2 separate regions of the Mus musculus genome follow, and region 2 is linked to region 1. A link is a contact called in public HiChIP or PLAC-seq data. All regions are on one chromosome and are shown on one strand. The core of a region is the stretch at or near the end of the contact, and the rest is flanking DNA. Distances in the headings are between cores, read along the strand shown.

The links. HiChIP or PLAC-seq counts read pairs in DNA pulled down with a chosen protein or histone mark.
Region 2: an H3K27ac HiChIP or PLAC-seq map of the NIH/3T3 cell line shows a contact between it and region 1, with 5 times the contacts expected there. The contact joins two enhancer-like sites. A contact is called at or near these places in 2 of 115 datasets of contacts at active chromatin or transcription factors (CD8 T cells and the NIH/3T3 cell line) and 3 of 9 other capture datasets (adipose tissue, liver and pancreatic islet).

Annotation. Positions count from the first base shown.
Region 1 is chr5:53,377,563-53,384,266 of GRCm38.p6, forward strand. No RefSeq gene overlaps it. Among named protein-coding and RNA genes, the nearest start is that of Gm40303, 110 kb to the left of the region's middle. Within about 2 kb of position 4,154, at least 89 of the 459 cell types and tissues checked have an H3K27ac peak or open chromatin away from gene starts, as enhancers often do. A contact at or near this core is called in the NIH/3T3 cell line, where this site is marked.
Region 2 is chr5:53,629,263-53,635,966 of GRCm38.p6, forward strand. It overlaps Rbpj (recombination signal binding protein for immunoglobulin kappa J region), which reads left to right. Exons shown (of 11, transcript NM_001080927.2): 3 at 6,700-6,704. Among named protein-coding and RNA genes, the nearest start is that of Rbpj, 42 kb to the left of the region's middle. Within about 2 kb of position 3,034, at least 23 of the 459 cell types and tissues checked have an H3K27ac peak or open chromatin away from gene starts, as enhancers often do. A contact at or near this core is called in the NIH/3T3 cell line, where this site is marked.

The DNA of each region.
Region 1 (6,704 bases), core at 2,904-5,403:
ATGCAAGGGGAGGAAATGGGAGACTGGGACAATAATGAATGTCAGAATTGCCTACAAAGGGTTCTGCCTAAAAGTCAGAGGCGGCTTTTAGTCCTCTGGCTTTCTCTGCACCATCTGTATTCCTCTAGCCAGAGAAATGCAGAGTTCTGAAAGAGGATGAGTGAGGAGCTCCACTCCTGCAGAGATACACTCATTCTTCCTTGGGCTGTTGACAGACAAGGTGGCTTTCTAAAAGGTAGGCAGGCAAGGATAGAGGGTGGGGCTCCTGGTAGCCAGTGGAGACCATTGGGGTCACTTCCAGAGCAAACCAGGGGAGGCGCTGTAAGAGCTCTGTGGGCAGTGCTCTAGTAACAGGCCTTCCTGTCAGTTACTGATCTAATCTCTGTTACTGTGACCAATTGGTCCCAGTCCATGAAAGGCTGCCTCTGCAGTGCATCTGTTACTGGTCCTCTTGGTCCACCACTGACATAGCAGGAAAAGTGGCCCCACCCACCTAATTCCCATTTCTCTGTCTTCTTTTTGAGTGTCCTACGCATTTTCTTTCTCATCCATACCAAACAAACAAACAAAAAAAAACAAACAAACAAACAAAAATGCTCAAGAAGAAATTGGGCATGGTTGTGCATGCCAGTAATCCCAGCACTTGGGATGTGGAGCTAGAGGGATCAGGAATTCAAAACCAACCTCTATGTAGCAAGTTCAAGGTCAGTCAGGACTACATGAAACCCACAGTCAAAACAACATCAAGAACAGGAACAGGAACTAAGAAAAGGCAGGTTGTGCTGTTGGGACAAAGACCTGAAATGGGCCAGGAGACTGAAGATGGGGGAGGGGGGCAGGGATATCAGGAAAGGGACAACAGAGTGTCTCCTCCAGCCCTGGGAATTCTCTGAAGTCCTGTGTGCCTTCTTCATACAACATAGCACTCAGGGAGGATAGCCATCAGATCTTGGTCCAGCCATGCCCCCATGGTGCTCAATAATCTAACAAAGGCTATGTGTATGACAGGAGAGCAAGGACCTTTAATCTGCTGGAGCCCAGGGCATCTGCCAGCCATCGGAGAACCAACTGTCTCCTTTTCCCCCATCAGAAACTGGGCTGCCGCCAAAGCGCCCTTTCCTCTTGCTTATGAAGCCCAGGATCCCCCTGCTCTGCAGGCTGCTGCCTCCTCTTCCCCTCCTAGCTAGCCCAGCCTCTTCTCTCTGTTCCGCCTTCTCCTCACCCCATCTCTTTTTCTCTTCCTCTTTCCATGCCTCTGATCTCCCAATGCCCCCATCCTTCCTGTTCCCTTGGCAGAGGGCAATGGTGTCATCAGGGGTTGGCCCTGGGTCTCCTCTAGCTCAGAACTGACTGGCTTCATGCGAAGTCTCTGTATACAGCTTCAGTGAAGACAGCTTCTCTCAATAGCTCTCTCATCCGTCCAGTTTGCGAATGGAGAAACTGATGCTGAGAGAGATGACACTACCTCCTCTCAAGGTCTTCTGCTGATGTAATTTTGCTCAAGGAATCATTCACTGAACACATCTGATCCCCTCTTCTTGGAAAGTTCCAGTCTGCATGATTGCACCAGGGCTATTAACTGAAGTGCTACCTTCTGTACCCTTAAGACATCCAACCCCATTGTGATCCTACTGCCTCTCCCACCCCCAATTTAGCATAAGTCTAGTGCAGGAAAGTTTTGGGTCTTTCTATATCTCAGGGCCCTTATTTCATCATCTATGGAGAATGAGCGATATTGGTTTCTTTTGATAATACCAGGGTCTTAAGCTCTCTGCATAATGTATTTGCAGGAGCTTACAGTAGAATGGCTTCCTTTTGGTCTCACCTAGACTGTCAACCACTCTCCCCACCTTCCCTCTTTGTCTTGAGGTTTTTGTAAATGCAAAGAAAATTGTGAGTTTCGAACACCCTCAGGGAGAAGGGAAAGCCTATCTGCTAATTATTATGAACCAACTAGCCAGGTTTGTATGGAGGGAACAGAAACAGAGTTTGTTCAGGTAGCTAGGGAAGTAGACCCTGGCTCCTGGAAGTTTCTTTTCAGGGCACACAGGTTTTTACATGCACAGATGGCTGCCTTGTATCTGGGCTCAGGGGCTTGCCTGAGAGATTGCCACACAGTCGGCACGCGCTGCACAACCTTGTCGGGAGAGAGTGTTTATGAGCCTCCCGGTTAATGATTCCCATTTATGGAACATGTGCGCGGCAGCCGAAGGAGGCTGGCTAGGACAGGACATCAGCAAGGCCTCGGCCTCACAGCCTGGCTGCACGCACAGGCTCAACAAGGCAGCTGCCGGGGCTGTTCTGTTATAAGCCGAGGGGATCCGAGGCTCCCCAGAAATCTGGCCTTTTCGGCTCCATCAACATGTTAGCGAAGAAGGTCCTGCGAGAGAGGCTGGGGCCAGACTGACTGAAGCAGGGCAGTAATAAAAACGGCTGCTGTTATGAGGGGGAAAGTTAATATTTCCAGGGTGTTCACTCCATGTGGGGCTTGTTGAAAGCTTGTGCATGTTTTCCCTTTTATTTAATCCTTACAACATGCCTGGTACAGTCCAGATAGGAATTTTGTCTGCTCAGTTAAGCTCCATGGCCCGAAAGAAGAAACACTCAGAATGACCTAGTGTCCTTTCCAGGGCCATAGACTTATACAATGGAAATATTCTCCTATATATTAATATTTATATATGTACATATGTATGCATTGTTTAAAATAAAGGTTTTCACTATGACATCTTCATGCATGCATATCATGTATTCTGCTCATATTTCCCCCCACCCCCTCACTCCCACCCCCTTATCTCCTCCTCCTGCTGCTGGCCGCCTTCCACGGAGCTGAAATTAAATCCCAGTGTAACGGTAGAGCCAGCCTGGGAGGTGTGGAAAAGTGAATTCTGGAAGTTCATTCATTCACATCCTTTTATACCACAATTGACATGACAGCTAAAAAAAAAAGATACATTTGAGGACTTAGAGCAAGCTAGATTAAGTTCCAGTTTTGCTTTCTTGGGTCTGGGAGATGGCTCAGTGGCTCAGAGTGCTTGCTGTCAAAGCTGGAAAATCTGAGTTCAAATCGCCAGCACCCACTCAAAGGCTGAGCTTGACTGTGCCTGCCTGTAACTGCAGTGGGTGGAGACAGGGGGATGCTGTGAGCTCTGCAGCCAGCCAGACACCCTGTCTCAACAAATAAGATGGAGAGCCATAGAGGGTGGTTCCTGCACTCTCTTCTGACCTCTGCGTTACACGTCTGTATGTTACACAGACACGCATACCCTCACATACGCATGCATATACACCATACCATACCACCCATGCCTCCTGTCCACCAGTTACCTTGATTTCCTTACTAAAAGTAAGGAGAGTAGCAACCTCCAAAGCCAGAATCGTGAAGCCAGAAGTGGTTCAGAGCCCAGCACAGACTAAATCCCTAGTAATTATTCCACAATTTGACCACACCCAGGTCAGGGGAAACATGGAGCTTGGTGTGGACACCCCGGCTCATGCTGGAGTTCTGTGGCCACCACCTTCTCAAACACTCATTCATCCATTGAATGGGACAAAGGGGACAATAGTGATGGCCGTATCAGGGACCACTCACAGCAGGGCGAGGAGCAAGGAAGCAATGTATGCAAAGCACATTCTGCATCGCTGAAAGAAAGACTGTGGAAAGACTCTTGGTTGTCTTTGGAAACCCCCATATGGTCCTCTCCCTTTGGAGCACAGGCTTACACACTGCACGTTGTCATTAGGCACAGAGAAAGAAACAGCAGAAACCCAACCTTCAAAGGTCTTTGGTGCTCTAGGGGGAAGATGGGACCAACACAAATAAAGCATTCATTAAAAAACAAAAATGACATGTCATATACACACATACTGTAGATAATCACTAACAGCCGCGTGGAGACATGAGCAAGGCTGTGGGACTATGCCAGAGTGCCTGGGACGACATCTGAGAAGTTTCTGGAAAGAAGGGGAATTTCGGAAGGATGGAGGTCAGTCCCTCTAGAGGGGAGCTACATTTCATTCTCTGCCAGTCTTACCTGTCCTTTTCCCTAGAACATAGTAGGTGCCTTATGTTGGCTCCCTGAATGAGAACAGGAAATGGCACGAGGGAACTCCAGGGAGGGTGTGGACAAACAGTGGGCTGGTGACTCAGAGGGGAGCTGAGCGCTCCGTGGAGTTTATTTTTCTTTCGTGTTCTCTGCCAGAGGCTGGCCCATGATAGACCCAGAGGGCCAGTTTTCCTTTGGAGAGAAGGAGTCGGGAAGGCGAATTCTATTTATGTAGTCTGGTTACATCTCACTTTTGTATATTTCTTAAGTACACAAATCCTTCCTAATACCAGGATCTCAATATGAAGGAAAAAAAATCCCCCCTCCCGCCCAGTGGACAGAGACAGTCTTGTTGTGCCTGCTTAGGGACAGTTATGTGGCATCGTGATGCATCTTCTTGGTTGAGCTGAAGGTGGCTCTGCAGAGTCTCCTTTCCTGGGTGTTCGGCCAGACAGGAGAGTAGAGCTAGGAGAGAAGTCTGCCTGAGGTTTGGAGGACAAGCCTGGCCAGCAGGCTTCCACGGCTGCTAGAGAGCAGTGGCCAGCCTTGTGCGTTCACTGTGCCTGGGTTCACTTTCACTGTCCACAAGGTCTTGCATACAGATCTCATGACAGCTTTGGAGGAGTGGAGGCACTGACTCGACTCCTGTCCATCCTCACATCCTCACAGGCTCCAAGTTCTCTTTTACATCTGCCTTTGCTTTCCAGCTTCCCAGCCCCTGACCTTCATGATGCTCTGGCAGCCCTTTAGAGGTGCTTAGCGAGTCACTGGATGCAGAGAGTCAGTTTCTATTGAAAACCACTGAATCACACTCATCTTCAGGACCCTTGGATGGTGATTATTCAGCCTCTGAAAGACTCCTGCCTGGTACCAGTGCAGTGTCTCCAGTCTGAGAATGGATCCTAGTGCTATGTGCCAAAGAGAGTGCTCCCAATCCACTCAATGGTGATTGATTTGGGGACAAGTTTGTGACCTGGAACACCAGTGGCAGCTCCAGGGAAATCTTTCTTTGATCGGACACCTGGATGCAGAGACAGGTGGCCATCAGCTGAGTGTGATGGCCCAAACCTAGAATCTTAGTCCGAATCAGAAGATGGAGCAGGAGAAGCAGGAATGTAAGTCCGTCTTGTATTACATTAGGGTATCTTTTAAAAAAGAAAAAAGAATATGAGAGGTATAAGGGGCAGGAAGGCTGTATGTTACTAAATCTGGATATTGGCATCATATCTGGACAGGTTTAAACATGCTAGGCCCAGAGAGTTGCACTATTAGGAGGTATGGCCTTGTTGGAGGAAGCATGACACCTTGGGGGTGGGCTTTGAGGCCCTCCTCCTAGCTGCCTGGAAGCCAGTCTTCTCCAGGCTGCCTTTGGATCAAGATGTAGAACTCTCAGCTTCTTCAGCACCATGTCTGCCTGTAAGCTTCCATGCTTCCCACCGTGATGATAATGGACTGAACCTCTGAACCTGTAAGGCAGCCCCAGTTAATTGTCCTTTATAGAGTTGCCTAGGTCATGGTGTCTGTTCACAGCAGCAGTAACCCTAACTAAGAGACAAGACAAGGACCAGGATAGAGGGAGGAGATGAGAAGAGCATGAGCCCCCATCATACGGTCAAACTTTCTAGAAATTGCTACCTTGTAGTTCCACTTACGGGAGAAGATATATTTTCCCACTGTTTAAGATGGCTTCTTTCTCCCCATCTTCTCATTTAAAAAGTTAACTTTTAAAGTTTGTGCACATGTGTGTATCTGTCACAACTGTGTAGGCCTTTAGAGGCCAGAGGAGAGCATTAGATTCCCTGAAGCTGGAGTTAGAGGCTATTGTGAGCTGCCCAGTGGAGGTGCTGGGGTCTGACTTGAGGCCTGTGAAGAGTGGCAAGCACTTTAACTACTGAGCCAGCTCCCTAGCCCCTTCTTCTTTTAAATCTACTTTCTCTTTCTCCCTCTCTCCCTTCCCCCCCCCCCTTCTTTCTGTATGTATGTGATATGTTGAGGGACATTCCCATGGCCACCGGAGGACAACTTTGTGGAGGTGAATCTCCTCTTCCACCTTTGCCTGGGTTGTGGGATAGAAATCAGTTTATCAGGCTTTTGCTGGACTCACCTTTATCCATAGAGCCATCTCTCCCACCCCGGCTTCCTACTTGAAGCCAGAAGCATCTCCATCAAATTTTTTTAATCCCAGCACTCAGGAGGTAGAGGCAAATAAATCTCTGTGAGTTTGAGGCTAGCCTGGTTCAGGACAGCCAGGATTACATAATGAAAGCCTGTCATACACACAACACACACACACGCACGCACACGCGCGCACACACACACACCATATACATACACATAGGCTAGAAGGGCCCCTCTCCACTGGCTTTACCTGTCTCTCGTCTCTAGCTTGGCTTCTGCTCTGTGCGGAAATATATTTAAAATATTTAAGGAAACGCTTATAATTTAGTGTGTGTGTGTGTGTTTGTGCATGCACATACGTGCTACAGTGTGTATGTGGCAGTCAGAGGACAACTTGCAGGCATCGAGTCTCTCCTTCTACTGTGTGGGTCCTGAGGGTTAAACTCAAGTCATCAGACTTGGCAGCAAGCCTCTTTGCCTGCTGAGCCTTCTCACTGGCCCTTCTTTTTCTGTCTCATGCCAGCGGGCTCCTGTTTGGTT
Region 2 (6,704 bases), core at 1,784-4,283, 250 kb after region 1:
TTTCCCCTGTGCCCATATCTTCAAGGCTTTTCCCCACTTTCTCCTCTATAAGTTTCAGTGTCTCTGGTTTTATGTGAAGTTCCTTGATCCACTTAGATTTGACCTTAGTACAAGGAGATAAGTATGGATCGATTTGCATTCTTCTATACGATAACCGCCAGTTGTGCCAGCACCATTTGTTGAAAATGCTGTCTTTCTTCCACTGGATGGTTTTAGCTCCCTTGTCGAAGATCAAGTGACCATAGGTGTGTGGGTTCATTTCTGGGTCTTCAATTCTATTCCATTGGTCTACTTGTCTGTTTCTATACCAGTACCATGCAGTTTTTATCACAATTGCTCTGTAGTAAAGCTTTAGGTCAGGCATGGTGATTCCACCAGAAGTTCTTTTATCCTTGAGAAGAGTTTTTGCTATCCTAGGTTTTTTGTTATTCCAGATGAATTTGCAAATTGCTCCTTCTAATTCGTTGAAGAATTGAGTTGGAATTTTGATCCCCCATCATTTTAAAAGAAAACCTAAGGTTTACTCACTTTTATGGTGATATACAGTGTTCTCATTAGGTAAAGCTAATTTTACAGTCTATATTCTTAATATATTTCAAAGAATTAACTTAAAAATTATAAAATAAAGAAACCAGTGGTTTTACAGTTTCATTCCTCGACATTGACCTTTTTTTAAAAATCCATTTTCCAAGGGAGGGAGGGAGGGAGGAAGAGAGAGAGAGAGAATGAGTGAGTGTGTTTCTTTTTCTTTAGAAGACTGGGATCTATCTGTACTGTTGTCCTGCATTCTTTAAACCCACGATGTATTTATTATATTGCCTTAGACTTGCAGAGTTCTCTGTAATAGCTCTGTGGTGTTCTGTTGTATTTACATTCTTCTTGGTTCATATTGATGGCTGCTTAGGCTACTACCAAGTAATTACCACTACTAAGACATTTCTTGAAGACAGTTGTGGGTTGCCACATGGTAGTGCACACCTTTATTTAATACTATACTCAGGAGGAAGAAGCAGACAGAGCTCTGTGTGTTCAAGGCCAACCTGAACTACAAAGTGAGTCTCAGACCATCCAAGGCTGCATAATGACATCAAAGAAAGAAAGGAAGGATTGAGGGAAGAAAAAAAGAAAAGAAAATTGTATTAAAAGTTTTAATAAATTGTATTAAGCCACAGAAGATGGTTTGAAGACAAATTTGGGACATCTTAATCAAATGATGATACAAAATATTAAAACCCTAAAATCAGTCTTTATACAGTGAGCATTCATAATCTGAAAATCCGAAGTCTGATATGCCCTAGAACCCCTTTTTAAGTTCCAAAATAATGGCTTAAAACGTTTCAGATTTTGGAACATGGATTTATGATGCTCAAATACTCATATCTATGAAAATATTCCAAAATAGAAAAGCAATAAAATCCTCTATAATCTGAAATACTTCTGGTCCCAAGGACTTTGGAAAAGAGGTAACATATTGAGATAGTTGTTTGTCCATCTCAGTGTTTATACTTATTTAAGTATCACAGAACTGTTATTGAGGAGCTAACAAGGGGGTGGAACTCAGTGAGTGTGTGTCTCTTTCCTGAAGACCTCAAGAGTGGGACAACAGCGCAGATCTGCAGAACAGTCTTCGCCAGACTTCTTGTGTCACACACACACACACACACACACACACACACACACACACGTAAGAAAGCTACCCACAACTGAGGGGGGAAAACTGGAAACAAACCACATCTAAAGGCTATGAATTGTGCCTGCTTTCAATAGTCAGAATAAAAATCCCACAATCAAGTCTGTCTTGGTAGAATTATCCCCAGACTAAATTGTGCTTTGGTTTCATCTAACTGTCACAGAATAGAGTCAAAGACTGAAATTCCAAGAAACTCAGTTTAAAAAAAAAAGTTCAAGAGCAGAGGAGTAAGACAGTGAGACCCTCTGAGCTCCATCAACCAGACAGGTCAGTAGAGGAGCAAGAACTGTGGGGTGCTGGAAACAGCAGGGCTCTATCGGCCACACAGAGAAGCTGCACATATAATCATCCGTGAGAAGAGAACCAATCCAGACTAACCCAGAAGTGTCTATTGCAGGAGCTAAGACTCAGCCGGATTCAGTGCTGGGTTCTTATAGAGTGCTTAAGGAAGAAGCCTTTAGATACCTTCCTAAATGTTGGGAAAGAGGATCTATCTAGTTCTAGTTCAATCTGAGGACAGAACGCTGTTACCTAAGGATGGCAGTGCTCATATGCTACTAAAACACAGAAAGCACAACTATAGACTAACATCCATTTGAACAAAGACTTCTGTTCAGAAGTTCAAAAAAAAGAATGAACTCTGCATACACATGTTCTAGAAAATAGCTGCTCTTGCTGACAGACAGGCTACAGATGAGTACTGTTGTTTCCCGAATGGGAAAACGCAGAAGGGATTTCAGAGACCCAGAAGAACAGCTTTGGGGAACTGAGAATATCCTGTTGTTGCAGTGTAGTATAGTGTGCTGGTGCTAAAGCCACCACATGGTAGGCCACCTAGATCTCATTAAAACTCTTAACATTTTAGTAATCTTTTTACATCAGAGATAGCCCGGGAGACTAGCATATCTGCTTCAGGAGAATTCGGGTAAGCTTTGCTTCTCTCCTGAAGTGCTTCTGCTTTAGGAAAACAATGTCTTATTTGGGAAAAAAAATATTTTAAGAGGTTTGTGTCCACTGTGTTGTAGGGGGAGTATAATGTGGGGGCCATGTCTTCTTTTAAGGAATGTTCAAAGCCTACCCTGCCTTGTTCTGTCTTATATTTCCCAAAGTAAGCAGTATTGGTGGGAGAGTCTCTAATGAGGCCTGGGGAAATCTTTTTTTTTTCAAAAAGGATTTATTTATTTACTTTGTGAGTCATGTGGTTGCTGGGAATTGAACTCAGGACCTTCTGAAGAGCAGTCAGTGCTCTTAACTGCTGAGTCATCTCTCCAGCCCTGCCTGAGGAATTCTTTATACATGACTTAAATTTTTAGTCAAAAGCACAAATAAGTGGTGTAAAGAGTACACTATTCAACAGGACTGGATTTGCTTTTTAAGAATTGTATGTGTGTGTGACGCTACACTGTGTTTGTGGAAGTCAGAAGACAGTTTGAAAAAAGGGAATCGTCTCACCGTCCATGGATGGGCCCCAGGGGTAGAAGCCTACACATTCTTTCAGAGATAGTTTTGTTATTTTTCCTCCCTCTATAACTGCAAGCTTGGAGCTGCTAACTAATGTTCTTGCTAAAATTTGTTGAGTAGCAGAGGATTTTCCTTGTGAGGTTTATCAATATTTTATTTTGTGTAATTGATAGAATAAGTATATATTCTCTTGTTCAAAATATCTTCTTTCTGTTACTGGGAGTAATACTTTTCACAGAGCCTGTCTCTTTCATGGAGACATCTCTCTGCTCTTAAAATCCTGTGCCTGAGACTCGTGAACCATGTATTTTTGTTGACCTAAGCAAGGTTTATGTTTGAAAAGTGTTTAGTAGCTAGCTCTCTCTCTCTCTCTCTCTCTCTCTCTCTCTCTCTCTCTCGCTCGCTCGCTCGCTCGCTCTTGGTGGTGGGGGCACACGTCAGTGGCTGTGTCTGGAGATCAGAGGACAACTTTCAGGAATTAGGTTATCTTTCACAGTTGTCAGGTTTGCATCACAAGCACCTCTACTTGCTGAGCCACCTGCCTGGCCTCCGTCTCTGTAGTAAGATGCTGTTCTTATGTTTTAATCCGTTCATTCTCATATTAAGAAAGACAAGCATTATCAATGTGCTTATAGATTTGGTAGATGTGCTGTACTGAGTTGAATGAAAAGCTGTCACCTCAAAGGAATGAAAGACAGGTTTAATCTATAGCAAAATATAAGTGACCATGGTCCAGAAACATTCATTGAGGTTTCTCCAAATACAACATGCTGACATCAAAGCAGTTTCATGGAATTTTTATGGTAACAGAACAAAGAAAGTTGTAAATCAAGAGATTTAGAAAATACATAGTTATATCAGGGAAGCAGGTTACAGCAGGAGAGGAGATAGGCTGCCTTGTATGCCATCTGACATTTGTGGTCTTTTGATTGGTGGAAAATTGAGGTTTTGTTAAGTTAATAAATTCTAAATCTAGTAGCAGGAGCCGGCAAAAGGTGTTGGTGGGGATATGATCATATAGTAGACTAATGATAGCCCCAAATAGATTGTAACTGGACTCTGAAAAAAAATTTCAACCTCCCCATGTTTTTGGTTTGGTCAGTCAGCCTATGCAGACAAATTCTTCCCAAAAGCCTCTTGCTCACAGTGCATTGAGGCTTAAGTCAGAAGCCTAAGGCAGTGTGCATCCCCAGGTCTTAGCAACATGCCTACAAAGCTTTCATGGGACCCCATGCTCACTCTCTCCTGCAGCATGTGTATATAGTTAAGAGCTTGGAACGGCTCTTAACATTGACAACAGTAATGATACCTATAGCTTGCTTACAGGACCTCCTTGTTGGGAGTTGGGGCTAACTGGCTTTTAGGTTTGTTATTTTTTTTTTCTCTTTTCCAGTAACTTCACGGAGGAGAGAAACCTCAGATTCAAGAGTAACAGAGTTAAGATTTAGACCCTTGTTTCATAGCTGAGATGTGGCTTAGCCGTTGTACTACCAGTGGTACAACTTTGTCCTTGAGATAGCTAAACTTTAATTCCTGCCTCTTCTGTATCATTTCAGGAAAGTAACTTAACTGTGTTTGGTTATGTTGGTTATATTAATATGCTTGCTTAGAAAAGTTAACCAGCACAGCCTCATTTCACAGTTTCAGTCTTTTTTTTTTTTTTTAAACATTCCAAATGTTGTCTCCCCCACACCCCCCATCCCCTGGAGTCCTATTCCTCCCTCCCTTCCTAGCAGCATCAATCAGTTCTCTAAGATGAGCTGCATCCTCTCCCACTGGGCCTGGGCCCTCAATCCAGCCTGGGTATCAAGTACAAGAACTGAGGCAGAGCTCTTTTACTTGAAGCCTCTGTTGTGTGTCTGGGAAGATAAGAAAAGCAAACACATAACCTGATAAACATATAAACAAATAATGACTAAGTGACATGGCAGAGATCATACTGTTAGTAGAATGTAATTTAGAAAATGTGCTTGCAGTTCAAGTTCCATGACTGGGACCTGTGTACAAATTTTGACAGGGTGTTGGACTTCTCTCAACTTTTGTTTTTATCTTGTTTTGGTTTTTCCTTTTTTTCATGTGTATTACGGTGGGACCTGTGTACAAATTTTGACAGGGTGTTGGACTTCTCTCAACTTTTGTTTTTATCTTGTTTTGGCTTTTCCTTTTTTTCATGTGTATTACGGAATCTTCCTCAGTCTCTCTTCCACTTTCACCATGCCTGTATACCTGGTCTTGCTCCAGGGATCTCCTGGCTCTGCCTTCAAGGCAAGGAATTACAGGCGGGTCGCCATGCTCACCTGGCATTTTGATGAGGTCTGGGAATCTGGCCCTCTTGTAAAAGTTTTAGCCACCAAGCCATATCCTCAGCTGCTGTTTTTTATTTTATAATCTCCACCCCCATCTTATTCTCTGAGCTGTCACTCATCTCCAGTAGTTATGCCCCAGTACCCTTGCTATTGGCAGTCTGTTCAATACTGAGAGAGATCCTGTGCATGGTCCTCTGTCCCCTACTCCCTGACCTAGGTAGACACCTGTTTCAGCACTGGCTCTGCCATGCCCTTGCTAGGAGTGCACTGCTCCATTCGGTTCTGTGCCTTCAGTGGAAGAGGTCCATACTCTGCCTGCACTGTGTACACTTTCCATGCCTTGCAGCTAAAACATTTTTCTCAGTAAGAATAAATGTCATTTTGGTTTTCTCATTAGACCCCTTTAGCCACCCTGAACCAGGTGGCTCTTAGCTCCTGTATTCAGATTCTGAAAGTAAAAGCTGGGTGAGGCTCTGTGGTTTATCCAAGGAGTTCAGTGTAAAAGTGACACAAATCTATAATTCCCTACATTTAATGACTTGATGACAGCTGACAGTTTTGACTGTCATTTGGATTGTCTTTATTTATAATGTAAGTTAAATTTAATTTAAATTTATTAAAAATATTCATTGATTATCCTGACTTTAATTTTGTGATATGTAAAATATCTCAAGACTTGATATTCTACTTAAACCTGTAGAGTTTTTTTTTTTCCCCTCCTATGTGGCACTTAACTTAGGTAAATAAATATATATATACATTGAAATTTTTATAAAACATTACTTAATAAGCATGTGGCAGTTTTCATTTGATATAATGTTCAATTTTTTGAACGTTTAATATGTTTCAAAATTTTCAATTAGCATCTTTTTAATATATTTAACAAAATCCTTTGGGAGACTGTTAGTTTCGGGTCAGGCAGTAGAAGTTTGGGTGATTTGATGTTTGGTTGTGACTTAAGGGAGAAGGTAGAGGAGCAAGATAAGCTATAGAGAAAGTCAGTTAACTATATTACCAGTGTAAACGTTAATTGTATTTTAACAGCCAAAATGCAGAGTGAAGGTGGGTTTGTATTTCCTTAGCACAGGATCTTTTAAGGAAGCTCATGCAATTGTTTCTGGTTTTGTGTTTAAGTTTGTTTGTTTAAGAAATGTTCATAAGCATTCCTCTCATCTGCTAGAGTGAAAGAAGGCTTTGACAAAAACACCCTCCCTACAATAGTAATTTTATATTTGATTACAGGGAAG